Regions from separate parts of the Zea mays genome. Here all the other regions are linked to region 1. The links are chromatin contacts, called in public Hi-C maps. All regions are on one chromosome and are shown on one strand. The core of a region is the stretch at or near the end of the contact, and the rest is flanking DNA. Distances in the headings are between cores, read along the strand shown. Region 1 has its middle 82 kb from the start of LOC103648883. Region 2 holds the start of LOC103646909. Region 3 has its middle 63 kb from the start of LOC103646909.

Region 1 (4,432 bases), core at 1,631-4,130:
TATCTCCTAGCCTAGGACCTTGTTGTGGCCCGGACCTCCCTTGAATGGGATCTAGACCCCATTCAAGGGACCCAGCATGCTTACTTGGGAGTCCCGGACCGTAATTGTGGGGTCCGGGTTGTGCGTACAGGGGTCCGGTGCCCTCTTGCGGAGGTCCGGTCCAACTGATACATCTTGGGATGTATCACCTTTTCTTGCCACGTGGTGCCCCTTGAGCCGTCCCTGTGGTGGTGCCGGGTGCTGTTTACCGTGCGGCTAGAGAGCGCCGTACGGGCACCGCTCCTTCATACTGTAGTAGGGGGTACCCCTGATTCAGGGTACCGACATAGGCATTTTCCATATCATTTTAATTTCATAAATTAACATTATGGTGATGACATATAAAAGATGATTAATCATAGAAATCATGATATCAAATATATCCATAACAATATGGATCATGAGAACATAAAGCATATGAATCATATAAATATAATAAGCATATAAACATGCTACAAGTATTATGATAGAACAACTAAAAATAAACAGATAGCTACATAAACAACATGACTGTAAAATTAAAACAATTAGATATAACATATTATAATATGACAGAACAGATGATATAAATTTATGGCTACATATGAAACAGCAGAGATGAATATATGAAACATATATAATCTGCAGAACGCAAAACAGTAAGGACATAAATTGATCATACCCTCCCATGCGCTTTGAGGATCTAGATCCTTGTCTAGCTTCTCTTGTCATGTCACCAGGAAGAAGATGTTTTGGGCAGTCGCATAGACGCTCCCCAAAAACCTAATTGCCGATCCCCCGTACAAGGTCTCGAACGACAAGGGCTTCGGAGGCACCTGCCCTCTCGCCTCTCTGTGCGCGCAGAGTTACGAGATGGAAACACCCACACTTGCGGCTAGACTGTGATTCTGAAGGTTCTGCTCTCGTGTACCAAGTGACAGGCGTTCTCCCCTTTTATCATCGCGGAAGGGAAGCTGAAGGAGAAGAGTCTCGCATGCGGCACGCCAAGAGACGGGCAGCTGAAGGAGAAGGGTCTCGCATGCGGCACGCCAAGAGACGGGCAACTGAAAGGTTTAACCCAGAGTTGAAACTCCCGCAGTTAATGAGTGCTAAAAATTAACACAGCCACACCATGCCCGCTCGCCTTGCCTCGCCTCGCCACGCCACTCCCGGCCCGAGCCTGGCCCGGCCGGCGACAGCGCGCGCGCGCGTCTGGCACGCCCTTGTCCGTTTCTTGACTTCTCAAATTAAGTGGAATAATTCCCACCATATAAGTCAAGCCAACGACCCTTGGACTTCCAATATGGTACTATAGGTGTTCTCCACCATTACACACCATAGAGTTTATTGAATAAATGGGCCAAGCCCATAAAAGATCCAACATAAAAAGAATATTATTAGATAAAAAGAAGTTATCAAGGGCACAACTTGCCTTCAACGAGCTCCTGCTCAGCAGTCTGCACCTGCTGAACACCTAGATCCTCTATGGCTAGCTCGTCTACTCGCAACAATACAAACAAGCACAGCATAGTATAAATTAACATCCCACCAAATGCATGATAATATTCTACGCATCCTAATGAGATCGTAGGAACAAGAATCACTAAATTCGGAGTTACGGTTATCGAGTTATGAATTTCTGAAGTTATTAGGTGCATGATACGGAAAAACTAAAGTGAATAATTTTAATCTAAGTTCCATGGCTAAACAAAGTTACTAAGTGATGAACAATATTAATACAAAATTATTGCCGCTGGAATGGATGAAAAAGATTTAAAAATGAATTTTCTATGAATTATATAAGTTCTGAATTTAATTTGGCACTAGAAATTCATTTCCTAAAACCTTATTCCTATTTTCTCAGACTCTAGGACTGCGCGCAGAATTACTAAAGAGTGTCGGGTAGAGACTGCAAAGTCCACAAGACTCAGGCTACACCTGGGTGGACTGCGGGTTTGATTTCTCTGAAACTCACAGTCTCTTATGCTAAAGCGCCAGATAAAGGGGTATGGGATGAGATCGGCCGTCCGATTAGGAACCGAACACTAGGATTAGATCTCACTTAAAATGAATCGGTACGCTACATGGGCCCTCGCATCACCGATCGGACGGCTACCGTGATCCGAGATGAATGGTGAACCTGATTCTAATCCGGATCGTCCGTTCAATAGCCAACGGCTGCGATTCAAATGTTGACAGCACCACAGCGGGCCTAATCTAAAGCGCACGCCGGCATCCAATGGCCAAGGGTAGTCAGTCCACCCAAACCGCTGCGGCACGCGAAATCCCCACGGCGAGGCCCATTACCGGTGACCCAGGGTCCCATGCATTCATGTGAAAAGCTTGAATCCGAACTACCCTACACGTCGCAGAAGCCCAAGCGAAGCATCGAGGGGGATTCTCACCGAGGGTGGTGGTGGACACGGCGCCGCCCACGTTATCGCGCTCCTCGGCGGTGTTGATGTCCGGCGAGAAATGCTCGGTGCCCCGGTTGCAGATCCCGCCCAAAGAGGCCCAGACCAGTTTGGCGTGTCCAGGCGAGGCACTACGGTGACCAGTGAGGACGAATTCGAAGCTCTAGGCACGGCGCGTCGACAGCTCCCCGGGCGGCGCTTCCTACCAATGGCGAGCTCTCTAGACGTATTTACTAGGGCGCGGACCGGGCGGATGGAACTGAGTGTCGGCGCAGGGTCTAATATTGCGGTCGGGCGGGACTCAAGAGGTTGGAGTCAGGGAACGGACTCCCTGTGCATGCGGAGGAAGCCGGTATGGCGGCACGCGGGCACGGTTCTGATTCTAGCGGAGGTGGGGGATGACGCATGGGTCCCACGCGGCAGTGAACGGGTATGAGGCTGGCGCAGCAGACCCACATGGCAGTGAGCAATCGGTCGCGCGCGCTGGCCCGATAGGGAGAAACACGGGCGAGTTGGGCCCACCAAATCTAATCCGGCCCAAGCATGGTTGTTGTCCCTTTTTTCTTTTTATTTATAATTCCTAGTTTGTTTTCCTATTCCTCATTCTTTTGAATTTGAAATTAAAATAAATTCTGATTTCCAGATTTCAAAAATTCAAATATCACCGACCAAAAATACCAGCATGAAGTGCACTTTTATTTATTTGTTACTTGACAATTTTCGATTCCAATAATTGAATGTGTAAAAGAAAATAAACCAATAAATCACAAAAGGATTCATAATCCCCAAACACTAACATAAAATATATTTATATATTTATTTTATTATTTTTCTCTAATACAAATTCTGGGCTTTACACTCGTCAGGTTGCCCCCACTGGCACCCCGGCGATACCCGCAGCACATAGTGCAGGCACCACATGCTACGAGTGCGGTCAGGTTGGGCACTATGCCAATGTTTGTCCACAGAGGATTGCCAGCACCCCTGTCCAAAACAAGCAACAAACTCTAGGTTCTGGCAAGGGATTCAGCATTGCCAAGGTCAATCAAGTTAGTGCTTATGCTACCGCTGACGGAGCTGACATCGCTATTGGTATGTTTTATATTAATTCAATTCCTGCAGCAATACTATTTAATTCTGGTGCTACACATTCATTTATTTCTGCTCGATATGCTAACACAAATGAGTTACCCCTTCAAAATATGCAAAATCCACTGATAGTAATTACCCCGAAAGGGCCTTTTGAAGAAAATTATATGACCAACAGATTAACCTTGACAATTATGGGAAGTGAATTCTCGGCTACCCCTATAGTATAAGAGGAAAGCAGCATAGACCTGATACTTGGTATGTTGTGGTTAAGGAAGGCCAAGGCAGTTACACATTGTGCTAGGGGAACTGTAGAACTCACCAGCTCTAAAGGAGAAATATTCGAAGTTGAGATTACCATAACCGCCTCTACCAGACCCGCCATATTTATAGTAGATGGGAAATTTGTAGGCAGCATCATCCGTGTGGTTAGAAACTTTCCCGATGTATTTCCAGAGGAGTTACCTAGAATGCCACAAGATAGGGAAGTTGAGTTTGTCATTGACCTCTTACCTGGAACTGCTTCTATTTCAAAAATGCCATACAGGATGTCAGTAGAAGAACTAAAAGAACTTAAGAAACAGTTAACGGAGTTACAGAAGGCCGGGTATATTCGTCCGAGTTCCTCACTTGGGGAGCGCCGGTTCTGTTTGTAAAGAAGAAGGATGGATCACAAATGATGTGTGTGGATTATAGATCACTTAATGATGTCACAATTAAGAACAAGTATCCTTTACCCCGTATTGAAGACTTATTCGATCGAATGAGAGGTGGTAGGGTATTCTCGAAGATTGATCTCAGATCGGGTTACCACCAAATGAAGATTAAACCTTCTGATATTCCCAAGACGGCTTTCTCTACCCGATATGGTCTATATGAATTCACAGTCATGTCGTTTGGCTTAACTAATA
Region 2 (4,825 bases), core at 1,901-4,400, 130 kb after region 1:
CCACCTTGGACTGGACAGACATGTAGCTCTGTGTGCAAGACTGAAGGATTTGAAGCTAGGGTGTTTCAATAAGTGGATTTTTTTTAATATCTCAAATGTAAATTGTCAACTTACAGTACAAGCACAAAAGCTTGTGTTACAAACATCTTCAAATCCACAAATAGGTATAAAGAAAACTTCATTACAAACTACTAGTTACTTGCGAATTTAAAAATTTACATTCCTACCGCCGGCTACTGATGTGCACTCCTAGTTTCTCACAACAATGTTTATAATGTGGAAGTGTCACCTGAAAGTGCCGTGGTGTTTAGAGTCACCGAAAGGCTAAGCCAGCTGGTGTCCTTTCAATGCCTATCATATGGTTGGAAATAAAACTAATGGTGAAGCACCAGAAGGCCACAATAATATTGAGACAGCATCAGTTATCAAAGTGGCATCTATAAACAGGAAAGTCCCTTTTAAGTACTTGTTTGAAGTTTTGCTCGGTAAAACTGGGACAAATGAGATTATCTTATAAATAATAGTTCAAAAATAAGTTTGGATTTGATGTGTTAGGGGGTCATCTCTCTTCCTCAAAGATTCTCATAAAGAGCATCACTGCTACCCTTTACGTACAACTTCTGTGATGTTATGTATCTACTCAACAACCTAGGATTTGAAGAGTCAAACTTTTCTAAGAAATTATTTGCAACAAAAAGAAACGAAGCCAGTGTACTGTGAAAAATAGAAAGGTTGGTACCGGTGCTGCTAGGAAGCTGAATCACATGACAATATCAATCACAAAGCTAGAAAATAGTTATCATGTTCATATCCGTAGGCCACAGGTAATATTCATATGGACTAAGGAAGACCATTCCCATAGTGAAAATACAGGGCTGAAGGTGAAGGAGCTTTAGTTTCAGACTACCAAATGAAAAATTGAACTTTTCGATCCTGCCAGCTTAGTAATCAGAGCAGAGATAAAGACTTAGTGGTCAATCACACCTAAAACTGTAATGTTAGCTATTGTGACATAAAACCAAAAAAATACACTCAATCCGGCTATTGACAGTGCCCCAACTTGAGCATTACCACCACACTAACCATGACTAATCCAAACGAACAATCATCACCACAGACAGGCAGAGGCAAATGGAGGAGAAAAACGCACCTAGCATCTGCCTGTAGGAGGCCTGCCACCAGTCTTTGGGCGGGGCGCCTACGGGGGTGGACGATATTCCTAATCACTCAGCTTATTTTTATGCCTAACCTTAGATGCTGAAATTGAGCGCCTCACTTTGAGGCACACACAGTTTTATTATGCACTATTGCAAATATATTAGAAAAACCCAAAGTGATACTCCCTCTATTTTTATTTATTTGGCGTTCCCACCACGAAATGTTATCTTGCTCTAGTGCAACTGTCTTGTATGAAACATGATTTAAAACACTTAGTCATTGATACATATAAAAATGCACTCTTGAATTATAGGCTAATAATAATAGGCATTACCAAGGGTACTGCGACCATGAAATTGCCACTTCCAATTCAGCGCCATTTTCTCCAACAAGTCGTTCCGTGTGCTGGCCGTTGGTCGCAGGATTGAACTCAAGGACCCCTCCAACAATTTCATCGCCGGAACAGCGATGCAGGTCAAGCTCAATCGTCAGCGGCATGTGCAGCGGCACGGCGAGCGCTTCCCTCGCCAACTGAATCAGCCCCCCCGGTCGCACGTTCACTCCATTGTCACCCTCTTTGTAGAAGAGCACGCAGCCGACGTCGAACAGCTTGCTGCGAGCAACGATCCTCCCAAGAATGGTGGTGGCGTCTTCTTCTCCAGCTTTGGACACCGGCGGGCGAGCAAGTTTGACGGCGACCCGGCCTTGGACGCCGTTGCTCAGGACGGCATAGATCACTTCAGCGGGGCCATAGCCCGTTTGGACAGTCTCGACTATGGCCCTGTTGTAGTTGGAGAAGTCGTCGCCGATGCAGTCGCAGAGTATCCTCCCGATGTCCTCGTCGTCCTCGGTGGCTTCTCCGGCTTGCGGGCTGCCATCATGGAGGTAGAGGAAGAAAGCAATTGGACTGTATGCCGAGGTGGCCAATGATGGCCCAGTTAGCACGAGGTTACCCTGTTTCGGTACAAGAATGCATGAAGAAAGTGGATCACTTGCTGTCCTGCCTGCTCATAGACGACGGATGTTGTGATACATTTAACACAACGTCTCGTACGATTTAATTAAACAGACCTAACAATGAAGAAAGCGAGAACCTTCTTTTCAGACTCAAGGTGATGGATGAAAGGGGGCAAGGCCATGTAATGATGTAAATCAGTTCTAGCTATTGTAAACAAAACATTTCCAACCATAGCATAGATCTTTCTTAAAGAAGTTATAAGGATGATTAATGGAACCCAAGATTGAAGCTAGAAAAAAAAGGAACTAGAGTACAAAGAATGATTTATTAGAGACAAAAATCTAAATTTCTTCTAGTAGATCTTCATGCAACTGATTTTTGTGGGTTGTACCGCCGTTTCAGGTATCATCGGCAATCACCATGGTGCCGATAACTACAATAGCTCGATTATTGACAGGAACCACTTGATTTTCCGATAAATTATAGCCAAAAAATAAAAATAAAAGCAACAAACAGAAATCGAATACCTACCCCGTTACCCATACCATAGTCCCTACTCCCTAAGCACTATGCTACCTCGTTGTTTCCTCTGCTATTCCACCTACTTAAGAAACAGAGTACTCTGTTCTTTTAAAAACAGAAGTTTCATGGTTTTTATTTCTATTCATTGATTGACCGTTTGCTGAAATCATTAAAAAATCGAAACCTATGCTATTGTTGGTGCTTGCGACATAGTAGTGCTTACAGTAGAGCTATTAAGATGGTACTAAGAAGGAGAGATTAAAGGGAACTGCACCTGGCTGTCGCAGATTTGCTTCGAGGTGTCTTCTTCCTCTTCCAGTGGACTCCAGCTGTAAATGAAATCGCTGCAGCAGTGGCCGCCGTAGAAAACGATGCTGCCACGGGGCGGCAGGTTTCCTCCGACGGTGGCGGGGATGCGCACGGCGAACACCTCCGCCATGTCGCGGCCATGTTTGGGCAGCTCAGCGTACGCCAGCAGTTGCTCGTCGGTTGGGGCGTCGCTGTAGCCGGTGGCGGCCGCCATGTCGCCAAGGAAGAGAACGCGATTGGGGACTGGGAAGTGGGAAGAGAAGACAGGGATGGATTGGATGCGTGGTGGTCTTATCTGCACAAAACTCCAAATACCACCCGTGCTTCCCTCAACTTTCCTGTGCCTTGGAGGACTGGCTGACGAAGGCTTTGGCGATGGCGTTTAGGGTTTAGGATCTACGGAGGGGAAGCCGCGCCGGCGAGCCAGCCAACCGCCGGATTGCCCTTTTGCCAGACGCTGTGTCGCTCCTCCCTCCCTGGCTTCCCTTCAGTAGAGGCGTCGCTCGGGCCGCCGTCGCCGGATGCCCAGATCCCGCAGTGGGCTGGCCAACGCGCTGGCCAACGCGCGCCGCAAATTTGCCCCCTACCCAATCGGCGAACAGCCCCCTCTCATCCGAGAGTCCGCTAGCGTGTGCTGGAAGGCCTTGTTGTGGCCCACCCCAATTTATTTACTATATATGAAAGACGGTACAAAACGTGCCCTGATAGTCTATCCACATCGTTCTATATTTTCTCAGGCATCTGATCCCAATCCGACGGATGACGGATACAAGCGTTTGATAGCGGCGAATCAGTAGCTCTCGCCACAACATGGTCTGGAACCTTCTCCAGAGCATACCCGAAGGGCCGCGTCCATGGTTGCCCAACCCATCGTCTCCCTGGCTTGCTCGCTCTCGTTTGTTTGGTCCTAGCCACCGCGACGATGTTCTCCCCACCTAACGGAGCACTAAGACTGCCATTCTCCTCAGCAGCAGTCGGGATTACCAGGGCCATCGCGCCGCCACGCCAAGTAGTAGTAGTAGATCGGCCCTGCCATGGCCGGAGTGGGGGCATGTACCACGGAACCGAGGCAGCCCAATGCACTGTCCTCAGTAATGTGATCCACGGCTTCAAGGTTACATCACGTAACCGCTGATGGATGTGTTGGAATAGGGTTCGATCTCTCTTTTCTCCCTTTGCTTATTAGGAAAACAGAAGGGAAAAATGGTGAGGATTCTAACCACACACTTTGCAAAAGGTTATTTGATAGCGTGTGTAATTACTGCTCTCTTTGCATCTCCAATCAAGTATTCATGTGAGTAGCCAATTTCATATAGGTTCTTCAACTACTCAAATACTTCTGAAAGTGAGAACAAATAAAAATTCCTGAGTGTATTAATAAGCTATAACGAAGAGTGTCTCAAACGAATGTAATAATATGCTACAATAAAAAATGTCTTAGACGTTGTTTCACTTCTAAAATACTTCTCTCTGCTCCTTTTGCCGGCGTAATAAGGTGTGTTGGAGCAGCATAATTCGTTGTAGTATTCCAGCCCTAAATATTCTACCCTACATGTTGTTTCAGTTCTAAAATTCTTCTCTCTGTTTCTTTTGCAGACAAAATAAGGTTTGTTGAAGCAGCATAACTCATTGTAATATTCCAGGACTAATTATTCTGACATGCCTTTGTTTCATAACTTTTTAAAGATATAATGCTTGTATGTGTTCATATAAAAACAGATCGAACAAGACCACCAAGGGGAACAAACGAAAGAATAAGATTGTAGATAAACATTGGCCTCTGTTTTAGGACACCAAGGTAAGACATTGGATGTCAACATTTCTTTTTTTCTTCTTGTTAGAAAAGTAGTTGTTTATGTTAGCTTATGGCCCATATAA
Region 3 (4,200 bases), core at 455-2,954, 200 kb after region 1:
CGGTGACCTGGGCGTGCCATGGCACGAGGACGCAGAACTTCTACTACACGGCCGGTGCATCTACGTGCCAGACTCCAGGGACTTGCGCCACCAAGCGCTCTAGCTAGCTCACTCGGCCGGGCATGAGGGCATTTAGAAGACACCGCATCGACTCTGCGCCGACTTCTACATTCCGGGAGATCGGTCCCTGGTCGCGGACTGGGTCCGGTCTTGCGTCACGTGCCAGCGCAACAAGACCATGACTTTACCGCTCGCTGGGCTGCTACAACCCCTCGAGGTGTCGTCCCAGGTGTGGGCCGACATCTCCATGGACTTCATCGAAGGGCTGCCTAAAGTCGGGGGCAAGTCTTTTATCCTCACGATGGTCGATCGCTTCTCCATGTATGTGCATTTCATCTCGCTCGACCACCCATACACGGCATCGTCGGTCGCCTAGGCTTTCTTTGCTGGCATTGTTCGGTTGCACGAGTTCCCCACTTCCATCGTCAGTGACAGGGACCCCGTGTGCATTTCATCTGCAGCTACCGTCCGACTCACGCCTTCACGACATCTTCCATGTGGGCTTGCTGAAGCCCCACCGTGGTGATCCCCCAGCGGTGCCGGGTGCATTGCCACTGGTCCAGGACAGGCGCGTACTTCCGACGCCCGAACGAGCTCTCCACGCACGCAAATGATGCAATGTCTGCCAGGTCCTTATCAAGTGGCACAGACTTGGGGATGAAGATGCAACATTGGAGCTCTTGGAGGATTTCCGATCGACATACCCCGAGTTTCAGCTCAAGGACGAGTTGTTTCAGCAGGCGGGGAGAGATGTTATGACCAACATCCCTTATGTTAGGCGTGGGCCCATCAAGGGCTAGGGGCGCCGACGGGTACCGGGCCCTAGGCCCATAGTTATCTTCAGGATTAGGGTTTTCATAGTCTTTTATAAATACTTGTATGGACCATTAGTTAGAGGGAGCAGAATCAGATTATTCTGGCTTCCCTAATGGAGACAGTAGTTTGTCTCTCATGCTCGCACCAGCCTAGGTCAGCCACGGCGCCCAGCGCCGCAGCCCTCGTCTCCCTCGCGCAACTGTTCATCCTTATAAACTAAGGGAGTGTAATGCCTTAAAAATCCTATTTTTGGAATATGGGAAACTCTCTAAATATTTTGTAACGAAGTACTCTTTTTTTCTGCCTGCCTTGAAGTTATATCTCCTAAAATAAACATCCTTCCCAATAAAGAGTTAATTTAAAGGTACCCATATGAAATTAGTTGTCCCACTATTGAATTAAAAGTATTCTCTAAAAGATTTAAGCTATAAACATATCTTGGTATAGTTATACATTAGAAAATATTTTCCTAAACTAAATATTGCTTTATGTGTTTGTCATTATACCTAGAAGCATATAATGGAAATGATGAAGTAACAAAAAAATAAAATAGGGTGACTTCGCATTACATACATGTTGGAGTTTCTGTGTTGGTGCACTAAACTTAAACTTAAAATAGAAACAAGTTTGAATTTTGTTTGAGTCGGATTATAGTTTAAACTTTAATAGAAATCTGAAAACAAAAATAGAAAAAAGAAAAAAAACAAGAAAGAAAAGCAAAGGGAACGCCGCTCTGGGCCCAATCTTCATCCGGACCACTTCATCCACATCATGCCGCCTATGCCATCCCAGCTCGAGCAGATATACAACGCCGATAGGTGGGGCCGTCCTGCCAGTGAGTCACTGAGTGCCCACTATCACCGACATGCGGGACCTGCTGCCCTCTCGCCTTGTGCTTCTGCCGCGTGGGCCCTTTTTCCACTATTCATCTCCTCGTGCCTAAAAGAATCGAGCTCCCCCGCCGAGATCCTCTCCGCTGGCCGTAACAAACCCACCGTGTTGGCCGTAACAAATCAGCGCCCTGCAACCATCATCTATGGGCTGCGGCGTGAGGAAGCTGGAGGGGCGGGTCACCATCTGGAGCGTTGAAGAATGGAGTAGAGGGAAAGATGGTCCGCCACGTGTGCATCCTGCTGGGTGCACCGCTCGGGGCTTGGCAGACAATCGAGGAAAGCCTCCAGAGTCCATCGAACACGTCGGTGACCTCATATGGTGAGATTGGTGGCTGGGAGCACGGGAATTTCTCGCCGGGGACGTGGGATGCCGTGGATCCGATTTGCGTCATGGATGGGAGTGCCTGCTACATCATCGACGGTAAACAACCCTCTTTGTAGTTTGGCTTCATCTTTGCTATGCGTAGCTCGGGTAAGCGTAGAATCGGGGTCATCGGGGGACTGGGTCCCCTGGCGCCAGAGGGTGCGCCGCCAAGAGGATTGCGCGGGCCACTGCGACGGGAGCTAAGGTGGAAGGCGAGGGGTGGCGTTGATCTGGCAATGGATAGTGGCGATTCGATGCTCGTATCCCTTTGGCCTAATTAAGCCAGTGTCGTCGTGATCGAATCCGAGGGCTCTAGGGATGTTGCGGCGTGGCGCTTCCTTGGCCGTTGATGGGGAATCCTGTGGTGGTGGAAGTATACCGGTTTGGGAAGACTAGGATCTAATCTTATCCGTAGGCATACGATCGAATGGCCTAGGACGGGCTGTGGTTGCCACTGCGCCGTTTTCCGAAAAGACACCCTAGATTTCTTTCAAATAAAACCGCCATCCCCGGGTATTAAAAGAGCAGCGTATTTGGGTCTTGGTTTTATCACATTAGACCCTGGACTTCTCTAGAATTGTGGCCGCAGCCCAGATGGTAAATAAAATAGGTAAATTAATAAAGAAAATGATTTTAGTATAAAAATAAATCCTGAAACCTGTTTAATTTATATTTAATCCATTTTAACTCCAAAATGATCCATTCCAGTTGCATTAAATCCATAGTAATATTGTTTATCCCCTCGAAACTATTTAAGGTATGAAAATTAAATATAAAATGTATAGAAATTTAGATAATTCATATCTCATCCGTTTGAACTCCAAATTGACGCGTTCAAGTTGCATTGGTCTCGTGTTAGTATTACCTACAACATAGTAACATTATTTTATCATGTAACATGTTCTTAAAAATAAATATTTAATTTATCCAACCTAGGGTTATTGGATTAACATGTTAATATAGGATTCTAATTTGGATCTTCTGATGAAATATGATTATGTTGTAACTTATATTAAAAGTTTAGTTAGTTATATCTATTCTCACATAATTGATTTTAATCACCATAATATGTAGTTTATTTAGCAATCACTTAGAACCTGGTAAAACCATAGCTTCTTGACCGTAAATCTGATTTTATTAGTTCTCAAACCCACGGTCTCGTAGCATCATGTAGAATATTATTATGCAGCTTGTGCTTATGCTTGGTGTGATGTTAATTTTGCCTATACCATGTTTGTTTGTCTTGCTACGAATAACAGTGAGGTCACGAGAATTTGAAGATCATTCTGGTACCTAGAATCTCGAGTCCCAGGCAAGTTGTGCCCTTGATCACTTTTATTTACCCAATAATGTTCTCTATAATCATTTTGGCATGCATAGGTTTAATTTTGATGGGACCCAATAGGTCACCCTAGTTTGGTTATCTTTACACCTTGTTTACCCCTAAACTTTTGGGTAGTCTCTGCTATTGCTATATATGGTTTTGGGTGTTGAGATAACTATTGCACATGGTCATTCCTTATTATTATTGTTCTATTTTTGTTCATGATAAGACCATTATGTTAATTGGAACATCGAGCTTAACTTGAGAAACACATGCCACCACAAGGGTGGAATGGGACGCCCTTGGCTGACTAATTAGGAAAGCTAGTGGAGGACTACCTTACCCGAAAGGGGCAAGGGCAGTAGGGGCGTGGGCGTGTAGGGAGGTTCTCGGGTTGATTTTGTTGCCATGGCGGTCAGACGGGGGATTCCTGCATTACTCTTCCTAGGAACTGTAGCGAGTTTTTTGAAGCTAATGGAACTTTGTAAAGGCCTCGTAGTGTTACCCTGCCTCGCTTCCTTGGTAGAGGTGTTTGGGGCCCGTACAACCCCGTGGCAGATGGATAACATGACTTGTGGGTAAAGGGTACCACCTCTGCAAAGTGTAAAACTGGTATACTAGCCGAGCTTGCGGTCATGAGCAGCTCAAGACTCTTGCATGATTAATTTATGGAATTAAATTCAATTTGTCATATGCATTGCATCATGGGTGTTGTTATCAATTTTGATCTACTACTTGTTTGA

Evidence for each region. Hi-C and Micro-C count contacts between places; a contact is called where the count stands out from the background.
Region 2: a Hi-C map of bundle sheath shows a contact between it and region 1, with 2.6 times the contacts expected there. The contact joins the promoter of LOC103646909 here to the enhancer-like site in region 1. A contact is called at or near these places in 3 of 25 Hi-C or Micro-C datasets (bundle sheath, leaf and tassel).
Region 3: a Hi-C map of leaf mesophyll shows a contact between it and region 1, with 2.1 times the contacts expected there. The contact joins two enhancer-like sites. A contact is called at or near these places in 2 of 25 Hi-C or Micro-C datasets (endosperm and leaf mesophyll).

What each region holds. Positions count from the first base shown.
Region 1 is chr2:120,812,494-120,816,925 of Zm-B73-REFERENCE-NAM-5.0, reverse strand. No RefSeq gene overlaps it. Among protein-coding and RNA genes, the nearest start is that of LOC103648883, 82 kb to the left of the region's middle. Within about 2 kb of position 2,880, at least 18 of the 20 cell types and tissues checked have an H3K27ac peak or open chromatin away from gene starts, as enhancers often do. A contact at or near this core is called in bundle sheath, leaf, leaf mesophyll and 1 more, where this site is marked.
Region 2 is chr2:120,679,321-120,684,145 of Zm-B73-REFERENCE-NAM-5.0, reverse strand. LOC103646909 reads right to left here and starts at 3,150. Exons shown (of 3, transcript NM_001368640.1): 1 at 2,913-3,150; 2 at 1,493-2,112; 3 at 1-28. The coding sequence starts at 3,077. The coding sequence ends at 28.
Region 3 is chr2:120,616,350-120,620,549 of Zm-B73-REFERENCE-NAM-5.0, reverse strand. No RefSeq gene overlaps it. Among protein-coding and RNA genes, the nearest start is that of LOC103646909, 63 kb to the left of the region's middle. Within about 2 kb of position 1,704, at least 17 of the 20 cell types and tissues checked have an H3K27ac peak or open chromatin away from gene starts, as enhancers often do. A contact at or near this core is called in leaf mesophyll, where this site is marked.